7 separate regions of the Mus musculus genome follow, and all the other regions are linked to region 2. The links are chromatin contacts, called in public Hi-C and promoter capture Hi-C maps. All regions are on one chromosome and are shown on one strand. The core of a region is the stretch at or near the end of the contact, and the rest is flanking DNA. Distances in the headings are between cores, read along the strand shown. Region 1 holds the start of Dnmt1 (DNA methyltransferase (cytosine-5) 1). Region 2 holds the start of Anln (anillin, actin binding protein). Region 3 holds the start of Zfp26 (zinc finger protein 26). Region 4 holds the start of Ppan (peter pan homolog). Region 5 holds the start of S1pr2 (sphingosine-1-phosphate receptor 2). Region 6 holds the start of Zfp846 (zinc finger protein 846). Region 7 holds the start of Zfp426 (zinc finger protein 426).

Region 1 (3,401 bases), core at 110-2,609, 1.4 Mb before region 2:
TAATGCTCAATGACGCGCGGGACAAGCTTTCAGGAATGAACGGATTGACGATGCCCTTCTGGAACAGGAAGCGGGATCCAGTGTTCCCGCCAATCCTTGCACACAGCCGTCCTCATGGAGGCGTGGAAGGTACTAGTGGAGGGCCCATTACCCAGGTCTTCCTTGATTGCTTGGGGAGGGGGGGGGGAGAGGGGGGATTCATATGCACTGAAATGGGGGACTTTACCTGCCATCCCTCACTCCTCGAAATAAACACTGGACAATGTAAAAAGCTTCCTCGATGGCGCCAGGACCGAAAGAACTGGTTTACAGGGGCTAAAATAATAGGGCGGGGGCCGAGACATCTCACTACCATTCATCTTTCCTTCCCCCTGATAAACACTTTGAATGGAGTTAAAGGTTTCCTCGATTGCTCTGGGATCTCGGGACAGAGTTATGTCACTGCCAAAGTGGAGGGCCCATTCTGCAGCACCAGCTCTTTCCAGGCAGAGTCTCTTTGATAGCTCCAGGATCGCAGGAGCTCCTTTACGTTAGGATGAAAACAAAACAAAATCCCACGAGGGCTTCAAGCTGCCCAGGCCCGGCCCGGCAGGATGAGAGAGAAAAGGTCCTAGGACTTGACAGCGGGGCTGGGAAGGAGGGCCCTTCTGAACCAGGGCCAGGGGAACCGGCGGAGGGACCCTCGGGTGGGCGCGGCGGGATCTGCAGGGCACCGGAAGTGGAGGCTGGAGCGGAGTGGGGGCTTCAGGGTGTCCACAGGCCGGGAGAGGGGCACTTCCTGCACACCCAGGAGCCTGGCTGACCAAAGAGGGGAACCCCTGAGGGTGTCCCCAAGCTTGTTCTATTTCAGAGGGCTGATCCCCTTGCTCCCTCAAGCTCCCAGTCAATGGGCTTGCCAGCACCCCGGCCCCCACCCATTTTGGCGCCAACAGCTAAGGGCACGCGCGACAGGAAGCACAGCCCGCGCCAAACGCTGCCCCGCGCATGCGCGCCCTGGCTGTCAGCGGCCGCAGGGCCACCCGGAGATACCCCCAATATATGCCTCGGCATCGGTCCCGCCCCTCACCCCCACCCTGCGTGGCACCTACCGCCTGCGGACATGGTCCGGGAGCGAGCCTGCCGGGGAGGCAAGCGCAGGCACTCGGGCTGGAGCTGTTCGCGCTGGCATCTTGCAGGTTGCAGACGACAGAACAGCTCTGAACGAGACCCCGGCTTTTTCGCGCGCGCGGAAACCAATTGGGAGGGGGCGGCGCAAGCGGAAGCAGCATGTACCACACAGGGCAAGAGAGTGGGGGAAGACCATGCTATGCCCGAAGGGAGTGCGCATGCGCGCAACGGAGGCACCCACACCTCCTGGCTATAGTGGGCTCGTCCGTGCTGCGACTGGCGCCACCCACCTCCCCCTTGCCTGAAGAGGTGGCTCGGCACTTGAGAGCAGGTAGTGCTGCTCTTGCAGAGGATGACTCTGGTTTGCTTGCCAGCACCCGCATCCAGCCGCTCCAAGCCCCTGTAATTCCACTTCCAGGGGGTCCTACAGCCTCTTCTGGCCTCTATGGGCATTGCACTCACATGCACAAACACAACTTTAAAAAAAAAAAAATCTTTTGAGTCTGGCAGAGGCTGTGGCATGCATGCATTTGATTCCAGCACTCAGAATGCAAAAGCCAGAGGATCTCTGTGTATTGAGCCTGGTCTAAAAACAAAATCTTCTTGAAAAAGGAAAAAGGTAGGCGGTGGTGGCGCATGCCTGCAGTCCCTTACACTAAGGAGGCAGAGGCAGGCAGATCTCAGTTTGAGGTCAGCCAAGTCTATACAGTGGAGTTCTAGGACAGCCAGAGCCACACAGAGAAAGCCAGTCTCAAAACAAAACAAACAAAAGTGGGCTTGTCTGCGCAGTGGCTAGCTTCCTCCCTGGAGAGCACCCACCCACATCCAGCCACTCGAAGCCCTGTAACTCCACTTCCAGGGGAAGGCCGCTGTGGACACTGCTCTTAAATGCACCAACAATTTTTTAACCCAAGATAGGCTTGACTTTACTATCTATACAATAGATAATATGGTTGATCTTAAAGTTCAGACCTCCTGCCTCTCTCTGGTCTTGAGTGATGGATTTATGGGTATGCCCCACTGTAACTACCATCTTCACTGGAAGATGAAATGTGTGGTTCTGTAGTGTCTAACTATATGTCCATGATCCATATTTCTGGAACTTACATCTTCAGAAGGAGAAACTATAGGCATAACTCTATCCCCCTCCCCTTCTGCTCATCTTTTGTTACCATTTTGGTAAGAAATACATGAACCCTTAAACAAAAGGCCTCCCGTCTAACCCCATCTTCACCCCCTTGTCCTCTAAAACGACCATGAGCACACCATCTGGACTCTTCCTCAGTGGCTTCATCTATCAGAGCTGAAATCACCTCCTTAAAAAGATAATTCAGAAGTGAACTGGACCAATATACCAATGAAGTAGTATAGTGGTAAGGCCAGGAACCACTTCTGCCATCTGGGTTTAATAAAAAAAAAAAAAGCAGATCGCAGAGAAATGATATTTTCTATTTACCTTCCACATGGTATGGAAGGATTTAGAATATACAGTTCAACAGCAGAATATTAACCTCACAGCAGAAGCCTTGGGAGTCATCCCTAGCACCAGATGAATAAAAGAATGACCGAGGACCAGAAAGACAGCTGAGAGAACTGAGCCAGAAGTAGTCTCCCTCTGACCATGTGTGTAAGTTGACATCACATACCCACGCACATGTACACAAATGTGAAATTGTTAAAGAACTTTTCCCAACAAACCTAACTTTAAAAATCCTGAGGCACTGGGGATGGAGAGATGGCTCAGTAGTTAAGAGCACTGACTGCTCTTCCAGAGGTCCTGAGTTCAATTCCCAGCAACCACATGGTGGCTCACAACCATCTGTAATGGGGATTTGATGCCCTCTTCTGGTGTCTCTGAAGACAGCAACAGTGTACTCATATACATAAAATAAAAAAAAAAAAAAAATCCTGAGGCAGGCATGATAAAAGACATCTATTCTAGCACTTAGCATCTAATGCAGGAAGATTGGGAGATTGGAGCCAGCCTCATTACATAGTGAGATTCAGGACCTTGTCTAAAGGAGAGACAGACAGACAGACAGATAGACAGACAGACAGAGACACAGACAGAGAAAGACAGGGAGAAGAAAGGAGAGAAGAGCCCAGCGGTAGTGGTGCACACCTTTAATCCTAGCACTTGGGAGGCAGCGGCAGGCGGATTTCTGAGTTCAAGGCCAGCCTGGTCTACAGAGTGAGTTCCAGGACAGCCAGGGCTACACAGAGAAACCCTGTCTCGAAAAACAAAAACAAACAAAAAAAAGAGTCAGACAAACAGATACAGAGGGAAATAGACC
Region 2 (3,476 bases), core at 204-2,703:
GCCAGTGCTCTTGGCAGCTGAGCCATCTCTCCAGTCCTCTATTAGAAATTCTAACGTTATCAAAATGTTGTTTTCCTCAAGATAACTGAGAACTTCAAACGGAGCACAGGGTGTGTGGGGCAGCATAACTGTCAAGTTGAAATCTTTAATTGTTGAAATCCTTAACTAGTATCTTGGGCTTAGCTTATGGAATTGTTAACTACACTACCCAAAATAAATTATTACTATCCTCTACGACATTTTTCAATGTAGTACAGAAACACTGTATGCCCACTTTACAAAACTCACAAGTCTTGAAATTTAAAGAACAGCTTGAAGCAAAAGAAAAAGAGGAACTGTCCTGCAATAAAAGAATGGGCCAACAGCAACACGCAATCCTGAATGTCGGTGTACAGCTGCAACGTGAAGCTAAAACTAGGCATAAATAATAAGATTAACAACGGAATCTAGACCTTATTTCCAAGGAAGAGATGAGGAAAGCATTGTTGAAATGATACGCTACATAAACACTGAGGTGTACCAACCCTACAGCATACACTTATAATTTTGTTTTGTACACGCTGAGGTAACTATAAGCCCTGTTTCCTTTCAACCAGTATCAACCCTGTGCATGAGACTTTCTTTCTAAAGTTAGTAGAGCCGTGACTTATGAAGGACGCCAGGCTAAAGCACCTGCTCATTTAGACTTCGGTGGTTTCATCACAGGATTCTTAAGCGCTCAAGCTCCTCTGGGCCTGTGAAGTCCTTTATCACTTCCATCAGATTCCAAGCACACAGTACGAGTCACTGGGCCGACTCCACCCTGCCAACTATTCCAGCTTTAGGGCAGGGCTTGTCCCACTAGGCCCCTGAGCGGCACTCTCCCGGGTCACAGCAAGACGGATGAAGGATGGAGGGAAGCGTGCTTTAAGTCCCGGGAGCCGGGGGGGCAGGCTCAAGCCAGAGCGCCCAGGCGCTCACACCCCGAGCCAGCACTTGGGGGAGTGGAGGAAGGCTAAACGACTACAGAGCTCGGGGTTTGCATGGGGTTTTTGAGGCCCTGCCTTCCCCAGAGCCAGGGACGGAGCAGCGAAGCCGGGGCGGCTGCGACCCCGCGGCTTCCGTCCGGCTGCACGCTCGCTGTGCGCACGCGCCACGCTGGCCGCAGGCTGACAGCGCGGGCGGGGGTCCCGGAGTCGGCAGGGGTCATGGTTCACAGCGCCCGCAGAGTCTCTCACCTCGGTAAACGGGTCCATCGCCCCAGGCCTCACCAGTGGACGGCTAGACGGTGGGTCCGACGGTTCAAACTCAGGAAGAGGAAAGAAGTGAGTGCAGGCTCGGCGCAGCTCCTGGAGGAGGACTGCAGTCGAGGCGGCGGGCGCTCTCACACCCAGTCGGCTCTGCCCTCCGCACCCACGGAGTCGGTAGGCTACCACGGCCGTTCAAAATTTGAATTTCAGCGCCCCGGACGACACGCATGCGCGCGGGGTGGGCGGGGCCGGGCGGGCCGCTTGCCCCCGCCCCTGAGCTAGGTCACGTGATGCGGCCAAGTTGGGACTGGTCCGGAGCTGCGAGCACTGCTCTCTCTCCTCCGCTTGGGTGGAGACGGTTCTGCCGTTGAACTGCCTAGGGAGAGGGCCCTGCCATCCCGCACGCACCCACGCACGCCGTAGCGGGTCCCTTCCTGACTCTGTCAGCTCCCGCCGCCCTGCCTTCTTCCTCCGTGGGCCTTACGAACCCGGTCCGGCCCTCTGGCCTTTGGGCCTGATCCTGCCACCAGAAGTGGGACTAGACAGCCAGCTTGACCTCCTGAGAGACCACTCTGGCGGGTCCCCACACTCTCAGCCAGTGACTAGTTCTTTGTTTGGTGGGGAAAAGAGATGACAGTAACAGACCCTTCGGTTTTAAATCCCAGTCAACTACCCAAAGCCAGCAGTGAGAACACTTTGAGAGAAGGGACAATCGGAAAGTCCATATTTAATAAAAGTTCCCGTTTAACAGGCAGAAAGCAGGACAAACTATTGCACGAGTAACTTTTAATCTGACTTTCCTTTTCCTCTTCCTGGGAGGGTCTTTTGGAGACCCTCACAGTGTCTTACCATTTGACATTCTGCTAGGCTTTCCAAGAATGTGTCTAAAAAGATGGGTTGCCAAACCTCTGGTAGTAGAACTGTTTGCCTTTATACGTCAAAAGGTCGACAAAGCACCAAAATCTCTGTGCCTAGGTTGGTGCTGTGAGAGCTAAAGTCCTTACGAGATTGTGTAAAACAGATGTATGGTAGCAAGGTTTATGGTTGAGTCTCTGTGTCCTAAATGAGTCCATAACAGGATCAACTGTGCTTATTGAACAGAAAAACTGAAAGTGTTGAAGGGTCAAGTCCAGAATCAAAGCTAAATAAAAATAGGAAGCTTGGGGCCAGCGACAGAGCACATGCTAGCTATGAGGGCGCTTGCTACCAAGTCTTGGGACCTGAATTCTAGACCCAGAACCAGTTCCAGCAAATTGTCCTCTGACCTGCACACACACACACAGGAAATAAATTAATGATGTTTTTCTAAGTAATAAAGAATTTAAAAATGTATAGATTGTAATAAACTGAATTTGGGGCATGGAATAAGAACTTCTTTAAGAGCAACTTCTAAGAATTCAGATCCTTGGGACCACAGTATAACAAGAATAATAAATTTCCTTGGTGCCTTGGAGCTGTGAAATGATAGAAAATGGAAGGAGCTTTGTTTAAGTGTGTGGTGTGTGGGGTTGTTAGAATTTGCTACCTATAAACCAAAGGGAACGGATGCCTGAATTTTTTTTCAAGCACTGAACAGGAAAAGGGGTGTGGGTACTTGGGGTGTGGCTGTGTAGGTCAGTCTTGGGAATGAGTCATTGGAAATTTATGTAGCCGTTGTGCCTTCGGGCTGTTGCCTCTGTAATCCTTGGTTTCATTGTAAACAATTTGATTCTAGCTAGCATGGATAAAGCAGTATTGCTACTCTAAACTTGTAGGTTTTTTTTCCTACTACCACGCCCTGTAGCGTTGACCTTTCATTAATGTCTTGATCATAGTGGTAATAAGGATAGCAGCACCCACCAGTACAATAGCTCCCATGTATGAAGCTGGTCTATCCCAGAAGCCATGCTACAGATTCAAGAGCACACCCCTAGACCACTGCAGTTGTCTCCTAACATTTCTGTGTGAGTCTCTGACCCATAGCAGTTCTTTCTTAAGCTTATAAGCTGGAATAACTTTTCTCATTTAAAAAAAAAAAATCAGGCTGGTGAGATGGCTCAGTGGGTAAGAGCACCCGACTACTCTTCCAAAGGTTCAAAGTTCAAATCCCAGCAACCACATGGTGGCTCACAACCACCCATAATGAGATCTGATGCCCTCTCTGGTGCGCCTGAAGATAGCTACAGTGTACTTACATATAATAAATAAATAAATAGATAGATAGATAGATAGATAGATAGATAGATAGATAGATAAATCTTTTTAAAA
Region 3 (3,040 bases), core at 352-2,851, 1.9 Mb before region 2:
TCATACACACCAAAGCAGACCTGGCCTCCAGGTTCTCCCAGAATCCCTCAGTTCCTACCTGGCATTCCCTGCCCAACCCTGAACTTTCCAGGCCAGGGACTGGGCTGCCCTTCCCACAAAGGCTCTTCCCTATATAAACCAAACACTTTGGTCTCCCCTTTCTTGTGTTTTCTTTCTCTCTTTCTCTCTCTCTCTCCTTCCCTCCCCCCCCCCCCCACTTTCTTTCTCTGCCCACAGATGCCTTTTCTCCTGCCCACCCCCCAATCCCCACTCCACACAATGACTTCCCCGGCCTCTATCCTTGGGGCCAATGTACTCACCAGAGAGCAGCGTCCCAATAAACCTGCTCTAATATTCTAATCTGGCTTGAATTGGCTCATTTCACCAGTGGAGAAATAACATATCAAATAAAGCCTCACCCATTCCTTAACAGAGTTCTATTATTTATTTAAGGGGGGGGGGGCGCACATGACTGCAAGTGCCTAGAGACTCTGGTCTCCCCATTCCCAGATAGCTGGAATTACAGGCTGTTACACGCCACTAACATGGGTGCTGGGAACTAAAATCTGATCCTCTAGAAATGACATGTGGTCTCTTAATCACTAATCCATCTCTCCAGTCCCAAGTTTCAGTTTTTCATGAGCCATCCCTTGAGTGCCAAACTCCCTATTTTTCCCTTGTTAATACTTTATTGTTGGGATGAAGGGAAGGGGTAAGGGATGGTTTGTGGTCTGCAAACAGATAAATATGCATGGCCTGAGCATTTAACACTTTCTCAAAATGGATGCATGAGGTTTGGGGGAGAGAGAGAGAGGGGAGAGGAGAAAGGGAGAGTGCAAGAGAGGGATGGAGGGAAGAAGGGAGGGAGAGAGAGAGAGAAACAGAAAGAACTAATGAAATGCATCGGTTTCCACGAAAGCAACTAAATTCTAATAGTTGATAGTGAGAGAGACTGTGGAGGAAATGAGAACGGACAGAAGCTCCTCACCCTGGGACTTTCCTGCTCCATCAAATTCCACCCACTGCTCACAATGAAGCGGGATGGCCAGGTTCCTGGAGCGATGGGGCGCGAAGACAGATTCCAACGGCCGAAATCCTTCTTTCTGGAAGGCAAAAATTTTGTACGATTACCTTAAAGGCGTTCGAGGCAGCAAGGGCTACATTCGAAGGCACGGGGAGCTCAAATATCGTTCCGATGAAATGGCCCCCGGCCGGGACCTGAGAAGTGCAGGGCCCTAGCCTCTGAGAAGCAACGGGGCGAGACTCGCGGCCTGGGAACCAGCGGAGTCGCCATGGAGGCCACACCCAGGCCTCACTCCCCACCTCCGCCACCGCCCATCCCCTTACCTAGCCTCACCAGAACCCGCCCAGCCGGCCTGCTACTACCGAGAAAAAGAGAAGGGGGCCGCACGAAGCCACACCGGAAGAGACGGAGGCGAGCTGCGGTTCACTTCCGTTTACCGTGTCCGAGTCCTTCCGGAATTGAAATTTCGGTTCCCCGGAATTGGATGCCGATTGATTCTGAAGCGGAGGTTAAAAGCCCAGTCAAAGAATGAAATTGAAGTTTGAACAAGATTTCTGAGCGAGAACGGCCTTCTCGATTGGCCAATCCCAGTGCAAAGTTAAACACACACCGGGAAGTACGGGGTCTCAGGAGGCTCACAAACCTTTCCTTCCCTACCTCCTCTTGGTTCCTGTACTTCCTGGGCAGATGCACTGCCAGGTCTGTGAACCAGCCTATAGCTTCCATTTAACCACTTCAGTCTTTACTCTCTGGATACCATGCTAAATTCTAATCGTTGGTAGTGAAACGAGCTAGAAAGATGGGGAAAATGAAGAGGACATGAAAAAAGAAAGCCTCACACCCTGAGACTTTCTGATGAAAAATTTAAAATGTGAACACAACTGATACAGCCAAAAATTGCATATACAGAGGGAAAAAATGTGTGTTTTCATAAAGATATCTCAAATAAGATGTTAAAAGCAAATATCAGTGCATGGCAGCACACCCCTGCAATCACAGCACGCAGAGGCAGAGACAGGCAATCTTCTTGATTCGAGGACTGCTAGATCCACAAAATAAGTTTCAAGCCAGCCAGGACTGCAAAGTGAAAACTCATCTCAAAACAAAATGAAAATAGTAAGGCGACAAATTCTACTTACTTAGGGCCAAAATGTCAATAGTCTTGAATTTTACTATATTAGCATTCCTCTCAACCCTAAATCTGAACAATGTACTTCACAAAACCATCTTACAATTTCATTTACAAACATATTCATTAAGAGTAAACAGTAAGAGTAAAAATTAAGTTAATATATTGTACTTAATTTTAAATGTTATTTAAATTTTAAGCTATGCTTAATCTTTAAACCTTATAAATTATATCCTTTGAGAAATATAACTTAGAAAGTCACAAGATTTTATATGTGTGTGTGTGTGTGTGTGTGTGTGTGTATGCATTGAAGATATACTTAAATGGGATGCCCTATAGAAGCCCACACCAGTATCTTGTGATTGTGTACTATCTCTTTCCTATAAAACTTTGTGTCCTCTACTGATCTAGCACTAAGGAGGCAGAAGCCAGCGAATATCTGTGATTTTGAGGCTAGCCAACTCTACAAAGTGAATTCTAGGACAGCCAGGGGCTGGTATATAGAGATACCCTGTGGAAGAAGAGAAGAAAGAGGAGGAGACCAACAACAAAAACAAAGGGGTGTGTGTGTGTGTGTGTGTGTGTGTGTGTGTGTGTCTGTGTGTGTGTGTGCATGAGCCCTGGCCCTCTAGAAGAGCTTTATACCTTCATATTATGTTTGCTCCAGGAATGAAAGTGGCCATGCAGTATTCCTTTCCTCTGTGTGTGTGTGCATGTGTGTGTGTGTGTGTGTTCTGTGACTTAGCCTGTCTGTCACCACCTTTAATTGTTGGCAGACAGATATCCTGAGATTGGTTTTGAATGTCTTGGTGAGTTGTGACAATGAGCTAGCCTTGGATGCTAGCCCTGAGTATCTGAAATAAGACCTGGGGCCCTTGCAGGATTTG
Region 4 (3,340 bases), core at 65-2,564, 1.5 Mb before region 2:
GACTAGCAGAAGAATGAGCGAGAGAGAAGTGGGGGCAGGAACAAAGGAAGGAAATAGATGCAAGGAAGAAAGAGAAAATGAAGGAGTCAAACTAAAGATGAATGAAAAACATAAGGGAATCCAATACTGGTAAGCTGACGTCACTGGCCGATAAAATTGCCTGGAGAGCTAGCTCAGGGTTAAGAGCACTAGCTGCTCTTACAGAGGACCCAGGTTCAATCCCTAGCACCCACATGGCAACTCACAACCATCTGTAACTCCAGCTCCTTTTTCAGAAGTGACACACAAACATCTGTGCATGCAAAATACCCATGAGCATAACACAATTATATTTTAAAACATTTTAGAGGTCTGGCAAGATGACTTAGTTGAGTAGAGACACCTACCACCAAGTCTGAGGATCTGAACTCCATCTCCAGGCCTCATATGGCAAAAGGAAAGAACCAACTCTTTTTTTAAAGAGTTATTTATTATATGTAAGTACACTGTAACTGTCTTCAGAAACACCGGAAGAGGGCGTCAGAACTCATTATGGTTGGGAGCCACCTTGGGGTTGCTGGGATTTGAGCTCAGGGCTTTCGGAAGAGCAGTCAGTGCTCTTAACCGTTGAACCATCTCTTCAGCCTGAGAACCAACTCTTAAAAATGACCCTCTGATCTCCTCATATGCACCACCACAGATTGGCCTAGTCGGCCATCACTGGAAAGAGAGGCCCATTGGACACGCAAACTGTATATGCCCCAGTACAGGGGAACGCCAGGGCCAAAAAAAAAAAAAAAATGGGAATGGGTGGGTAGGGAAGTGGGGGGGAGGGTATGGGGGACTTTTGGGATAGCATTGGAAATGTAACTGAGGAAAATATGTAATAAAAAATATTTAAAAATAAATAAATAAATACAATCTATTTGGAGAGGGGGTGGACATGGTGGTACAAGTCTTTAGTTCCTGTCCTTGGAAGATACGGGCCCACGGATCTGTGTGAGTTTAGTCAGCCAGGAAGGGTGGCACATGCCTCTAATCCCAGCGCTCAGTGTACGCACGCGGATCTCTGTTAGTTGCAGGCCAGCGTGGGCTGCGTGAGATCCTGTTTCAGAATAAAAAACTGAAAGGCCAAACAAAGGGGGCAGTACGCTTGCCGAAACGTTCAGGATAGGGACTCGAACCCTCAAATAATTGTGAGGCCCCTCTCTTTTGTGCAAAAAGGACCACGGCATCTTTATAAAGACCCCTGGAAAGGATTCTCGGTCCTTTAAGCCGTCCGGAGCCAAGGACCGTTGGATGACGTCACTGGCCGGCACGCAGGAAGTGGGAAGAGTTACGAGCCGCGTGGCACCGGAAGTTGGCCACGTAAAGTCCGTCCTCTTTGCGTCTCCTGCACGGAAGTGAGCGGTGTGCGCCGGAAGCGAATACAGAGGCTGCCTCGTGGGGAAGCAGGCAGCATGGGGCAGTCCGGGCGGGTGAGGCGCGGCGGCCTGGGCGGGCATGGGGCACTGGTGGGGTCGCGGCCGAAGCTTGGGCGCTCACCGCCTGCCTGTCGTCCCCGCAGTCCCGACATCAGAAGCGCAATCGCGCCCAGGCGCAGCTCCGCAACCTCGAGTCCTACGCTGCACAGCCGCACTCGTTCGTGTTCACGCGAGGCCGAGCGGGTCGCAATGTCCGGCAGCTCAGCCTGGATGTGCGGCGGGTCATGGAACCTCTCACCGCTACCCGCCTGCAGGTCTGTATCCCTCAGCCCTTCAGCTCCAGGTTCGGGGCTCGGCATCTTGGCGAGGACTTGGGGCCAGAAGCTGAGCGCCTGCCTTCCATGTGGGAGGGCTTGGCTGAATCCCCAGCACCTCTGACCCAGGCTTAATGGTGTGCAGGCGAAATCGGGAATAGAATCGAGGGGGAAGATCACCATAGAGACCATCTGTGGTTACATAGTGAGGTCTTGTGTAAAAAACGGAAAGTCATACTTTGGGGGCAATCGCTAGGTGACTCAGTGGGAAAGGGGGCTTGCTGTTAAACTGTAGTTCAATTCCTGTGCCCCACGTAGTGGAGGGGGTGAAACAGCTCCTGAAGTCCTCTGACCTCCATCTTTGCGTCCCTCCCAACAGGCTTGTAAAAAATACTTTTTAAAGAGTATTTTTGAGTGCTGGGGCAATAGTTTAGGGGTACAGGTAAAACCCCAATACCTCCAGAAAGGAGTGTGTGGTCAGAAATACCATCTCAGAATAATCGTTTAAACGTCTTCTCTCAATGTTTGTGTCCGTTTCTTTTTTTTTTTTTTAAAGATTTATTTATTTATTATATGTAAGTACACTGTAGCTGTCTTCAGACACTCCAGAAGAGGGTCTCAGGTCTCATTACAGATGGTTGTGAGCCACCATGTGGTTGCTGGGATTTGAACTCTGGACCTTCGGAAGAACAGTCGGGTGCTCTTACCCACTGAGCCATCTCACCAGCCCCTTGTGTCCGTTTCTTTCTCCATTTATCAGGTTCGAAAGAAGAACTCCCTGAAGGACTGTGTGGCAGTGGCTGGCCCCCTGGGGGTCACACACTTCCTTATTTTGACCAAAACAGATAACAGTGTATACTTGGTGAGTGCGCGCCACACCGTCCCTTTCCCTCCCTGAGCCCCAGCTGCTCCTGTCTGATGATGAGCCCATTGCCCTGAGCTCTTGTGATGCTGGCTTCAAAGTAAACGCTCTGAAGTGAAGGAGCAGGGCTTTCCCTTCTCTCGCCCCACCCGCCAGCCAGACCCCTGCACCCTCACCCACCCTTTCTTTGGCAGAAGCTGATGCGGCTCCCAGGAGGCCCCACTTTGACGTTCCAGATCAGCAAGGTGAGAAGGGTAGATATGAGAGCCCGGCTTGCCTGGGGAGGGCCCTGGTCACACGGGTGCTTAGCCTCTCTTCTCCCTCCTTTCAGTATACACTGATACGGGACGTGGTCTCTTCCCTGCGCCGACACCGGATGCACGAGCAGCAGTTTAACCACCCTCCCCTCCTGGTGCTCAACAGCTTCGGCCCCCAGGGCATGCACATCAAGCTCATGGCCACCATGTTCCAGAACCTGTTCCCGTCCATCAACGTGCACACGGTGGGCCAGATCTGTGACAGCTGCCGGGGCCAGGGTTGGACAGTTGGAGGGGGAGCAGACCACATGTTACGCCTCCATTGAGTGGAGAGACTCGCTTGGCATAAAGCAACTGATTTGATGTTAAATTCGGAGGCGGGGCTAGGAGTTGATAGGAGGGTCTCATATATCTCAAGCTGGCCTCCAACTTTGAGGCTGATGCTGGACTTGAACTTCTGATCTTCCATCTCTTCTGTGCTTAGTACACCTTGAAAGGTGTTGG
Region 5 (3,357 bases), core at 466-2,965, 1.4 Mb before region 2:
TAGGCCTTCAGGAACTATCTTCTCTTTTTGTTTTGTTTTTGGGACAGGGTCTTACTGTGTAATCCGGGTTGACCAGAAACTCATTTCGTAGATCAGGTTGGCCTTGAGTTCACAAAGATGCCCCTTAACTCAGTCTCCTGAGCACTGGGATTAAAGAAATAAGGCATTTTACCCAGCACAGCCCACCCCTAATTTCTATCAGAGCATCTGACTTTATCATCGGAAATGATCTTGTTTTCCACAGTATCGTGTGAGGCCAGCTACCAAGTTCACCCTCAGCCTCTCTTGCTTGGTGCAAGCGAGGCAGGCGCATGAATGAATGAAAGAGCCTGAAATTGGGGGGCTCGTTCGCATGCAAAGCATGGGGACATCTCCTGGCAGCACCCCTACCCTACCACTATAGGAAGCTGAAGCCGGGCGCGTCTCCTTGGCGACAGTAAGACCCGCCTGGCTCAGGCAGCACTCTCCAGCTCCTTATCAGGCCGAGGAATGCGTGGTATCCACACTCGCTTGCGCTGGGGCGGCGCCATCTCTCTCTCCTGAGACCCCGACACGCGCGCAGGATGTCCCTATCCTGCACAAAGCAACAGGGGGTGGCCACATTTCTGCACCCCACCAGAGGCCCCCCACATCCAGATTCCTGGGGCACTGGAGAGAGTAACTACAGCTACTTCATTCCCTCCCCCCCCCTCAGTGATGCTCCCATGTTGCCCCGCAGGGGACAGTAGGCTCTGCGGGTGTCGCCTCGGGCATCTAACAACAAGGATAGGGACGGGGGTGGGGAGGTGGAAATCCCCGGGTGAGTCAACCCATGCTCTAGAGGGGGGCGAGGTCCCAACGCCGTGTAGCCCGCGACAACGCGGACTCCACGCCACGCGTGCCTTCCTTCACTCCTACGCCCCATCCCTGAGCTAGGAAAAGGAGACACCTGGACTTTGCAGTTAATGTCCCTTTCCTTCGATACAAAGTGATTCTTCCGAAAGAGAGACTGAAAGAGAGGGGCAACTAACTGGAAACTGAGGCAAAAAACTAGTCTCACAGGCGGTGGGGCGACGGCCTTCGCCGGGGACCCCGCCCATGAACTCTGAAAGCTTTCCCCGCTCGCTCGTCCGTAGCACCTTTCATCCTAGCCGGAGACAGAGAAGAAGGGATGCTGCACCTCTCCCCAACAACCTCACTGCCCCAAACCCTGCTTCCTGAGAACCCCCATCCAGTCTTGCAAAGTCTCCAGCTCAAAGCGCTCGGATTCCGCCTTTCTCTTCAGCGCCAACTTCCTGCCCGAAGGAAGGCGGGGAGCTCAGTCTGGGGGTGCGCCACTGAGTAGGTGGCGAGCTGCCTGGAGTAGTGGGCAGGGGCGCATGGTAGATGATCTGTTCCCTCGGTGCAGCAGAGCCTGGAGCAGCGCGTGCAACGCCTGTACGAGCGCCTGACCCCGGACCGGGCCCCCCAGCTGGGATCTCAGGGTCTCCGTGAACCGCGGCCGCCCAGATCGGAACCTCCCCTCTGCCCCGCGCGCTCACCTGGCTAGGCCGGCCGGGGTCCCTGCCCTGGCCTGAGTGGCCTTGGCGTCTGCGCCCCGGGACAGCCAGTGGTTGGTTTTGGAGACTGTTGGCTGTGCTCGGTCTATGTCCCGGAGTTGGGGACCCAGGACAAGAGAGAGGCGGGCAGAGCCGCTGCCTCCGGCCCCAACTCCCTGCTCGCCCCGCCCTCCTCTCCTCCTCTTTCCGGCGGCGACTTGCAATGAATTCCAGATGTGGCCCGCCAGTTAGCCAGGGCGCGCACGGGGGAAGAGCAGGGCCCCTTTGTCCACACCCCCACACACACACTCCTGCCCTGCTCCTCCCAACCCCCACTCGTGAGAACTGCCGTGGCATGATGTCACGGCCGCGTGACGTCACAGCTCTCTTAACCCAGGTGACCTAGTACTGAAACAACTGTATTCCATTTGGCTTAGCGCCAGGCTAATGCTTGGGACCTGGAAATGGAGGAAATCACACTTACCTACTATGTGAGAACTCAGCAATTCAAGATTAAGCACCTACTATGTGTTTCTACAAGAAATAAATTCCTACACTGTATCATACCCAGCCCCCCAAACAGAAGACTTGGTAAGAACTCCCAGATCCAACTGGGCTTTGTGGCACATATGCCTGTCATTCCAGCATCTGCCACCTGGGAGGTGGGAAGATCAGGAGTTCAGGGTCCTCTTAGCAACCTTAAGCCACTGCCTGCTCAAGACCCTTTCTGAAAAACAACAGGCAGGGATGTGGAGGCAGGTGGTTGAGTGTTTGCCTAGCATGCATCCTCAACACTGCAAAAATATGGAATGGTGGCTTGGGCCTCTAATTCCAAACTTGTGAAGTAGAAGCAGGAGGTTTGTTTTAGAGTTCAAGGCCAATCTGGATCACATGATCCTGTTGGCTCCTTCCCTCCAAACAACTCAGGGTGAAAAAAAAATCCAAAATTAGAGTGAGTGACAGAAGGTCAGCTGTCCAGCTCCACTAGGCAGGGAGGGGAAAGGGCTTGTCTGGAAGCCTGACCTGAGGTCAGTCCCTGGAAGCAAAGTTGGCCTCTGACCTCCACAGGGCACACTGGCATTGCTGCACCTACATTCATTCACTGATACATGTACAATAATAATAAATGCATTTAAAAAAGAATAACAAAACCGGGCGTGGTGGTGCACGCCTTTAATCCCAGCACTCGGGAGGCAGAGGCAGGCGAATTTCTGAGTTCAAGGCCAGCCTGGTCTACAGAGTGAGTTCCAGGAGGCTGTGAGTTGTCAGTGGGTAAGGCCTTGCCTGGGACCCACAAGGTGGAAATTGAGAACCAATTCCTGCAAGTTGTCCTGTGACCTCCAAGGCCTGCTGCTGAGGCACATGCACACACCCACGTACATGTACACACCCACGTGCATGCACGCACATGGGTATAAAGTTAAAATTAATAAATTTTTAAAAGGCGCTAAAGAGGTGCCTCTAATGGTCAAGAGCACTTCCTGCTCTTGCAGAGAACAGAATGTCCCAGCACCCACAGACCTGACAACTTCTGAGTCCAGCCCCAGGGGATCTGACCCTTTCAGCCTCAAGGGCCCGTGTACACACATGCACATACCCACAATTACACATAATTAAAAACAAAAAAAAATAAACACACAAAAGTGTAAATTGCACACCCAAACATAAGCTCCCTAAGAGCGAACAGTGTTTCCCTTGCTGTGTTTAACATTGTGCCTTATGTCGGCATTGAGATGTTTATGGAGGCAGGCGGCTCAGTGTTAGTTACAGTACTTCCTCTCATGCACAGGGCCCTGTGTTCTGTCTCCAACACCCCAAAAATAAATAAGTAAGCGGGTCA
Region 6 (3,365 bases), core at 351-2,850, 1.8 Mb before region 2:
CTCAACAACTATGAGCATTTGCTGCTCTTGTAGCGGACCCAGGTTCAATTCCCAGCACATGCTGATTCACAGCCATCTGTAAGTCCAGTTCCAGGGTATCTGATGCCCTCTCTGACCTCCATGTCCACAAAGCATACACGTGGTGCACAGACATATATGCCGGCAAAACACATATAAAATAAAATGAATAAATCTAATAAAAACTCTAAAAAACATTTTTAAAAAGAGTATACATCTGAGTAAATTGGCTTTATCCCTGAAATGCAGGGATGATCTAAAAAACACGTCAATAAAGGTAATAAGTCACATAAATGGACTAACAGACAAAAACCACATGATCATCTCAATAGCTGCAAAAGACGCCTTTGACAAAGGCCTTTGAAAAAACAGTCTTGAGTACCCTTGGAGCCATTTCTTGCCCTGTGTGTGACCTAACATCTTTGTGACTATTAGGTCTATAATACAGCAGTAGTCTCTGCTAAACAAAAGGCTACAATTGCATCTGATGCCTATAGCAGAGATTTTCTTTTTCTGCAACAGACCTACTTGAGTTTCTACCAACACATCTGGAGTGTTGTGCTTATAGTGTGGTATCCACCAGAAAAGACTGCTCAGACATGAGTTTAAGCCAGTAAAAAGTCTTTATTAGCCAGGTCTTTATTACACTGGATGTTCCGGATCCCAGTGCAGCACTGAGCCTTTCTCAGGGTGAGCTTTTAAACACAAAAACCATATCCTGGCGACATGTTTCAGTTAACGAGAACATATAGCCAGAAGGAGAACTACAGAAGCCAAACAGCAAGGTTTGTACATTTAAAGACTTTCCCAGAACTACAGACTTAGATGGATTAGGTCTTTGTTTTCATTTTGGCTAGTGGTTCTGTCTACATGCTGAGTTTTGTGGCTGAGTTTTCTACCATGAAGTCAATTGTGTTAAGGTCTGGGAACATGTCATATGCTTTAGTATTTTCTTTGTTACTGCAATAACCTCATGAAACAGCATATTTGCATATGGAACTTGAAGTGCTAATCTGTATTCCTGCGCCAAAGTCACTTATTTTGGCTCGAGAATATTCTCTCTCTCTCTCTCTCTCTCTCTCTCTCTCTCTCTCTCTCTCTCAGTCTCTCTCTCTCTCTCTCTCTGTGTGTGTGTGTGTGTGTGTGTGTGTGTGTGTGTGTGTGTGTGTGTGTGTGAGACATAGTCTCAATTTTCAGACTAGCCTTGAACGCAGAAATCTGCCTGCCTCTGCCTCCTGAATGCTGGGACTAAAGGCACAGCGGCACCAAGCCTAGGCTAAGACTAAAACAAGAATGGGGAGGGAGGAAGAGGGGAGGAAAGGAGGGAAGAATGGGAGAGAGGGAGGAAGGGAAGAATGGGAGGGAAGAAGGAAAGAAAAGAGATGGGGATTAGATTAGATAAGAATTAGATCAGGCTTGGTGGGCGACTGTGTGCTGCCATGTGGGTACTGGGAATCCAGCCTGGGTCCTTCTCCAGCTCCTAGAATTTTATCTCTATCCAAGGTGGCTGGGACCCAAATCTCCCGGGCTTCACGCCAGGACGGAAGCGGAAGTGACGCCTGCAAAGGCCCGACTCTTTTCTAGTGATGGCTGCGTCCTGTAGTTCTCAGTGTCTTCACCTCCGGTTCATCTTTACGTCTAGGAAGTCGCCGAGGCAAGGATGGGGGGTGACGGCGGCCGTGGAGGGTCAGTTTAAGGCGTGGCTGTGTGTGCAGCTCGCCGAGGGGCGGTCCCCGTAGGCCCGAAGCCTAGGACGGGCGGGTCTCACGGGCACCCCGCCTCCCTCTGGCGAATGCTCTCCAAGCTTCCATCTGCTCGCTCGCCCTCTGCAGAAGCCGCCTTCCAGATTCCTCTTCCAGCACAGAAGCCCGCCACGGGCCATCTCTCTGCAGCCGCCGCCTCCACTGCACAGCCCAGCGATTGTGGAGCTCGGGTGAGCGCCCCAGGCTGTGATTTGTTCCTTGCAGAGTGTGGCTTTGTCTTTGGCATCGTCTGATTAATTCTGCCACATGACATTCGGGTAGAAAAAGTATTCGTAGGTATCTAGGACTAAACATTTCTATTTGGAGGTCAATCTTTATTATTTGGCTTTTCCAGAACTCGCTAGGTAGACCAGGCTGACCTAAACTCCTGGAGATCCGCCTGCCTCTGCTGGCATTAAAGGCTTTTGCCACCGCCTGCTAAATGTTTATTTCCTTAATCTTAACCTTTTTTCATTTTCCATGCCTTTCCTTCCTCACTCTCTCCATTTCCTTTCTCTTTCTTCACCTCTCCTCCTCTTGACTTTACTGCTAGTAGAACTGCTCATTCAGTGAGCTACTAACCCTTGCCCTGAACATTTTATACATAAAGTACAGATACTGTGTGATTATGGCTTTCTACTGGTGAGAATGGGAGTACCCTGTTCTCTTTATTTGAAGTTTCCAGGCCTGTACATCCCTATAGAGTTTAAAAAAAAAAAAAAAAAAAAAAAAAAGAAAAGAAAAAGAAAAAAGAAAGAAAGAAAAAGAAAAAAAAGTGGGAATTACCCTGGCTCAGCTCAGAGATCAGTTCCCATGGGTTGGTCTTACTTTCCACCATCTGGGCGCTGGAGATCAGGCTCTCTGGCTTGGCCTTTACTCGCTGGTTCATCTCCATGGCCTCTGTTTTTTGTTTGTTTGTTTTTTGTTTTTGTTTTTTTAGAGACAGTGTTTCTCTGTATAGCCCTGGCTGTCCTGGAACTCACTTTGTAGACCAGGCTGGCCTCAAACTCAGAAATCTGCCTGCCTCCGCCTCCGCCTCCGCCTCCGCCTCCGCCTCCGCCTCCGCCTCCGCCTCCGCCTCCGCCTCCGCCTCCGCCTCCCAAGTGCTGGGATTAAAAGCGTGCGTCACCACGCCCGGCTCCATGGCCTCTGTTTGTTCTCTGAAGTAGGGTCTCAGGTAGCCCAGGCTATCATACACCTTGCTATGTAATTGAGGCTGACTCTGAACTCCTAATTCCCCAGCCTTTACCTCCCAGGAGTTGGAATTTCTGGTGTCTAGCATCATGCCTGGTTCTATAGGTAACTTTTGAAGAGTCTCAAGTTCTTTAAGAAAGTCATGTTTTGCTATTTCTGAGTGAAATCAAACGTTATATTTAAAAATTAGTGTGTTCCCCTTCCCACTTACTCCCACATACTTAGAGTAGCTCCAAAGGAGAGGTTTGAAAGCTGCAGTAAGGATTGATAATAAGTAACATAGGCTTCGGGGCCACAGGGTCTAGAATTACTCAGTTCTACTTAGTAACTTTGTCCATGGTTATGCTGTGATGTTCTGGTCATGAGTGGCAGCTGTTTCTCGGAAGCAGGATAGTTATCTTAGTAAGAGGG
Region 7 (3,481 bases), core at 361-2,860, 1.9 Mb before region 2:
TCTAATAATATTTTGCTTTCAGTAAGACAATGTCCTAATCTAGGTGGTACATTACCAAGTATTTAACAGTCAAGTGTTGTATCTATTATTGTTTATTCGGAGATAGGGGTATAACTATGCAGACTGGACTGGCCTGAAACTATGTAACTATCCTGGCATAGAAATCATGTTCTGGGGCTGGAGAGATGGCTCAGTGGTTAAGAGCACTGGCTGCTTTTCCAGAGGTCCTGAGTTCATATCCCAGCAACCACATGGTGGCTCACAACCATCTACAATGAGATCTGATGCCCTCTTCTGGTGTGTCTGAAGACAGTGACAGTGTGGTCACATATATAAAATAAATAAATCTAAAAAAAGAAAGAAAGAAAAGAAAAGAAATCATGTTCCTATTGCTCCAACTCCTGAGATCACTGCTATGTGCTACCATGTTGCCCTTTATTTTCAGTTTACATCTTAGCAAACAAGTCACCATACAATATATCTTGCTGGGGAAAGAGTAGACACGGACTGCTGCAAGAGGTGACTGCAGCATAACAGATACTGGACCATCAAATATGCTAGTACGTCTAAGTTTTTTTTAAAAAGAGAAATGGGGGGGGGGGGATTGTTGGGGAGAGAACACTAATTTATCAATCTTCTTAATAGTTAATTCTATGATTTTTAATAATCTAGCTTTCCACATTTCTTCTGTGAGCTCCAAGCAGTTTAGTGATGAACAGATCTAAGAACGAAGAGAAAAGTATGTGTATCACGCACAAGGCCCTGAATGGACCACTAGCACAGAGAGATAAAGGGATGAGGAAACAAACACAGGCCTAGGAACTTTGGAGGTGGAAAAAAGCTCACTATTATTGTTTGTTAGGTTTTTGCTTGTTTGTTTTTTAATAAATACAGTATTTCACCACGTAGCACTGGTTGGCCTGGAACTCATTTTGTACACCAGACTAGCCAAGAACTCACAGAAATCCTTTTGCCACCTGTGTGCCGTGAGTAAAGGCTTGCCCGCTAGGTTTTTATGAATGGGCTGGAGGTCTACCAATGTTTATATTCTCTCAAGAAAGACGTACATTCGAAGTAACTAAGAAATTTGTCTCTGTATCTGAAACTAATGGTCAAAATAAAACACGCACTCACTAAATAAAGTACAATCTAACAATATGAATTAAGTTCTCACCCCGACATTCGTCTCTAATATTTTTTTAAAAGGGAATACGGCTTTTTCCAAAAGCGACCTTTCACTGAGTGCTCACCAGAGGCGCTGAAATCGCAAGGTGTATGGCGCTGATCACTCCAACTACTCCGGCAAAATTTCATTTCTGAGGAGAAAAATAAAAGAGCCTTTCGCACAGAATTTGCTTGGGCGGCTTTTGAAGAGCAGCATCGTAGCCGCAGCCATCGCCAGGCCCGCCCTCTGGGCACTTCCCCAGCCTGGCGACTGACAGCCAGAGAGGACTCAGGCTTGGCCGCGCCCGGAGGCGCCGTGGCAAGCGGAGCAGAGCTCTGCACTCTCGTTCTCTATCTCCCCCTCCGCCTCCAGGTAGTCCTTGTACCGCAGAACTCACGAATGCCAGGCAACTCCGCAACTCTTCAGTGCAGATAAGAGCCGGAAGAGACGGGCGCGGGCATGACGTCACTTCCGCTCGCGCTCGGTCTGCTGCAGAGCCAGGCCCGGGAGTCTACCTCGGTTGAATTCCTGTCAGATTTCTAGTTTCTCCGCAGTGTCAGGGCGGAGGGGCTGTAAGGGCTTCACCGCGGGAGCTGGAGGCCGACGCTGGTCTCCAGGACAAGACAGAATTAGAATCCAGGCTGTGAGCCGGGCAACGGTGGTGCCAGGACCAGTAAGTCCTTTAACCACAGGGTTTCTTGTGGGTACCCAGCGTCCGCTCAGGAAATTTTTTTGCCTGCCATCGCTGCATTCTTAGAACCCTTGCTTTCTAGTGCACCCTAGTCCAGTAGGAAACAGAAGGCAGTCTCGCTTCCGTAATCATCTAGACCTCTCAAGATGTTGAAATTGTATTTCGTAGGCTGCGACCATAAAGGGTGCTTCAACAGATTTACCCTACCTAAGCCCATTCCACCAGCCTCAGGAGCCCAATGGAAATAACTGGGTTTCTGACTGAGAATCCTGAAGTAGTTACTGGGTGGGTCTTGAACTCGTCTTAACCGCGTATCTGCATCTTTCCCAGCAACTGTTTTCCCAAGTCCCCGGTTCTATTGAATGCCCTAAGCAAACAGTAAGCTCAAATCCGGGTTTTTGTCATCTCAAGTCACAGGAAAAATGCCCAGTCACTCAGATTCGACACTCCTGGTTACTGATGGTCCCTAATAACATGAATGAAGAGCCAGTTTAACCACGCAACAGTTGAGAGGCTGAAAACTGTAATGTTACTAGGCTGAATTCTGCTGACATCTGTTGGTCAATGCGAGTCAAAGAGAAATGAAGCTATAATCACTTTCTGACGAAAGTAAAAGCATTTATGGCCCTGATCTATTACAGGATGCAAGATCAGTTTGTCAAGAGACCCATTTACCCTCTCTGCCATGAACTTGCTCAACCAGGGGCTTGCGTTGCTTCAGAAACAATATGCCAGTATGACTTCTCAGTGAAAAGGCAGACTTTCTTACTGCACACTTAGAGCTCAAGGAAAAGCTCTTTACTAAAGCACATGGCCAAATATGAGTTGACCTCAAATGTAATTATATATACCTTAGAGTTAGGCATTTTACACACACTCATCCTTAAAACCTCTAGGTCCCAGCCCCTGATTAGACTTTGAACAATTTAAGAGACAGGAGACTACAAGTCTAGCCACTTGGTCAGATGGGTTATTTACACAAAAATATTGCCAAGATTATTTAAGTACACCAGTGTTGTTCTTTTCAAATAGATCTGACCCAGGGTCATGTTGCCCAGCTGGCAAAAAAAAAAAAAAATTTTTTTTAAAGAAAGGAACTGGGGTGTGGGCTGGAGAGATGGTTCAGCGGTTAAGAGCACTAACTGCTTGTCTTAGTGTCAGGGTTTCTATTCCTGCACAAACATCATGACCAAGAAGCAAGTTGGGGAGGGAAGGGTTTCAGCTTACAATTCCACACTGGACTGGAACTCAAGCAGGTCAGGAAGCAGGAGCTGATGCAGAGGCCATGGAGGGATGTTTCTTACTGGCTTGCTTCCACTGGCTTGCTCAGCTTGCTTTCTTATAGAACCCAAGACTATCAGCCCAGAGATGGCACCACCCACAAGGGGCCTTTCCCCCTTGATCACTAATTGAGAAAATGCCTTACAAGTGGATCTCATGGAGGCATTTCCCCAACTGAAGCTCCTTTCTCTGTGATAACTCCAGCCTGTGTCAAGTTGACACAAAACTAGCCAGTACACTGCTCTTCCGAAGGTCTTGAGTTCAAATTCCAGCAACCACACGGTTGCTCACAACAATCCGTAATGAGATCTGACGCCCTCTTCTGGGGTGTCTGAAGACAGCTA

Evidence for each region. Promoter capture Hi-C pulls out the DNA fragments that hold promoters and counts their contacts. Hi-C and Micro-C count contacts between places; a contact is called where the count stands out from the background. Capture Hi-C pulls out chosen DNA fragments and counts their contacts.
Region 1: a contact with region 2 is called in a promoter capture Hi-C map of pre-B cells, with 6 times the contacts expected there. The contact joins the promoter of Dnmt1 here to the promoter of Anln in region 2.
Region 3: a promoter capture Hi-C map of liver shows a contact between it and region 2, with 3 times the contacts expected there. The contact joins the promoter of Zfp26 here to the promoter of Anln in region 2. A contact is called at or near these places in 2 of 39 promoter capture datasets (liver and pre-B cells).
Region 4: a contact with region 2 is called in a Hi-C map of B cells, with 8 read pairs. The contact joins the promoter of Ppan here to the promoter of Anln in region 2. A contact is called at or near these places in 3 of 39 promoter capture datasets (erythroid cells, maxillary cranial neural crest and pre-B cells), 1 of 484 Hi-C or Micro-C datasets (B cells) and 1 of 9 other capture datasets (liver).
Region 5: a contact with region 2 is called in a promoter capture Hi-C map of embryonic stem cells. The contact joins the promoter of S1pr2 here to the promoter of Anln in region 2. A contact is called at or near these places in 2 of 39 promoter capture datasets (embryonic stem cells and liver).
Region 6: a promoter capture Hi-C map of liver shows a contact between it and region 2, with 4 times the contacts expected there. The contact joins the promoter of Zfp846 here to the promoter of Anln in region 2. A contact is called at or near these places in 2 of 39 promoter capture datasets (both in liver).
Region 7: a promoter capture Hi-C map of liver shows a contact between it and region 2, with 2.8 times the contacts expected there. The contact joins the promoter of Zfp426 here to the promoter of Anln in region 2. A contact is called at or near these places in 2 of 39 promoter capture datasets (erythroid cells and liver) and 1 of 9 other capture datasets (liver).

What each region holds. Positions count from the first base shown.
Region 1 is chr9:20,951,620-20,955,020 of GRCm38.p6, forward strand. It overlaps Dnmt1 (DNA methyltransferase (cytosine-5) 1), which reads right to left and starts at 1,360. Exons shown (of 39, transcript NM_001199431.1): 1 at 1,089-1,360. The coding sequence starts at 1,168.
Region 2 is chr9:22,387,753-22,391,228 of GRCm38.p6, forward strand. It overlaps Anln (anillin, actin binding protein), which reads right to left and starts at 1,454. Exons shown (of 24, transcript NM_028390.3): 1 at 1,218-1,454. The coding sequence starts at 1,235. It also overlaps a transcript of 9530077C05Rik not described here.
Region 3 is chr9:20,458,559-20,461,598 of GRCm38.p6, forward strand. It overlaps Zfp26 (zinc finger protein 26), which reads right to left and starts at 1,602. Exons shown (of 10, transcript NM_011753.3): 1 at 1,387-1,602; 2 at 989-1,103.
Region 4 is chr9:20,886,861-20,890,200 of GRCm38.p6, forward strand. Ppan (peter pan homolog) reads left to right here and starts at 1,315. Exons shown (of 11, transcript NM_145610.2): 1 at 1,315-1,457; 2 at 1,547-1,717; 3 at 2,478-2,579; 4 at 2,774-2,824; 5 at 2,911-3,081. The coding sequence starts at 1,440. It overlaps LOC115487308 (a small nucleolar RNA gene), which reads left to right and starts at 2,624; the gene lies at 2,624-2,708.
Region 5 is chr9:20,975,078-20,978,434 of GRCm38.p6, forward strand. S1pr2 (sphingosine-1-phosphate receptor 2) reads right to left here and starts at 1,716. Exons shown (of 2, transcript NM_010333.4): 1 at 1,521-1,716.
Region 6 is chr9:20,579,728-20,583,092 of GRCm38.p6, forward strand. It overlaps Zfp846 (zinc finger protein 846), which reads left to right and starts at 1,601. Exons shown (of 6, transcript NM_172919.2): 1 at 1,601-1,951. Gm51704 (a long non-coding RNA gene) reads right to left here. Exons shown (of 2, transcript XR_003948290.1): 2 at 623-3,365.
Region 7 is chr9:20,491,136-20,494,616 of GRCm38.p6, forward strand. Zfp426 (zinc finger protein 426) reads right to left here and starts at 1,611. Exons shown (of 9, transcript NM_001110309.1): 1 at 1,563-1,611; 2 at 1,251-1,316.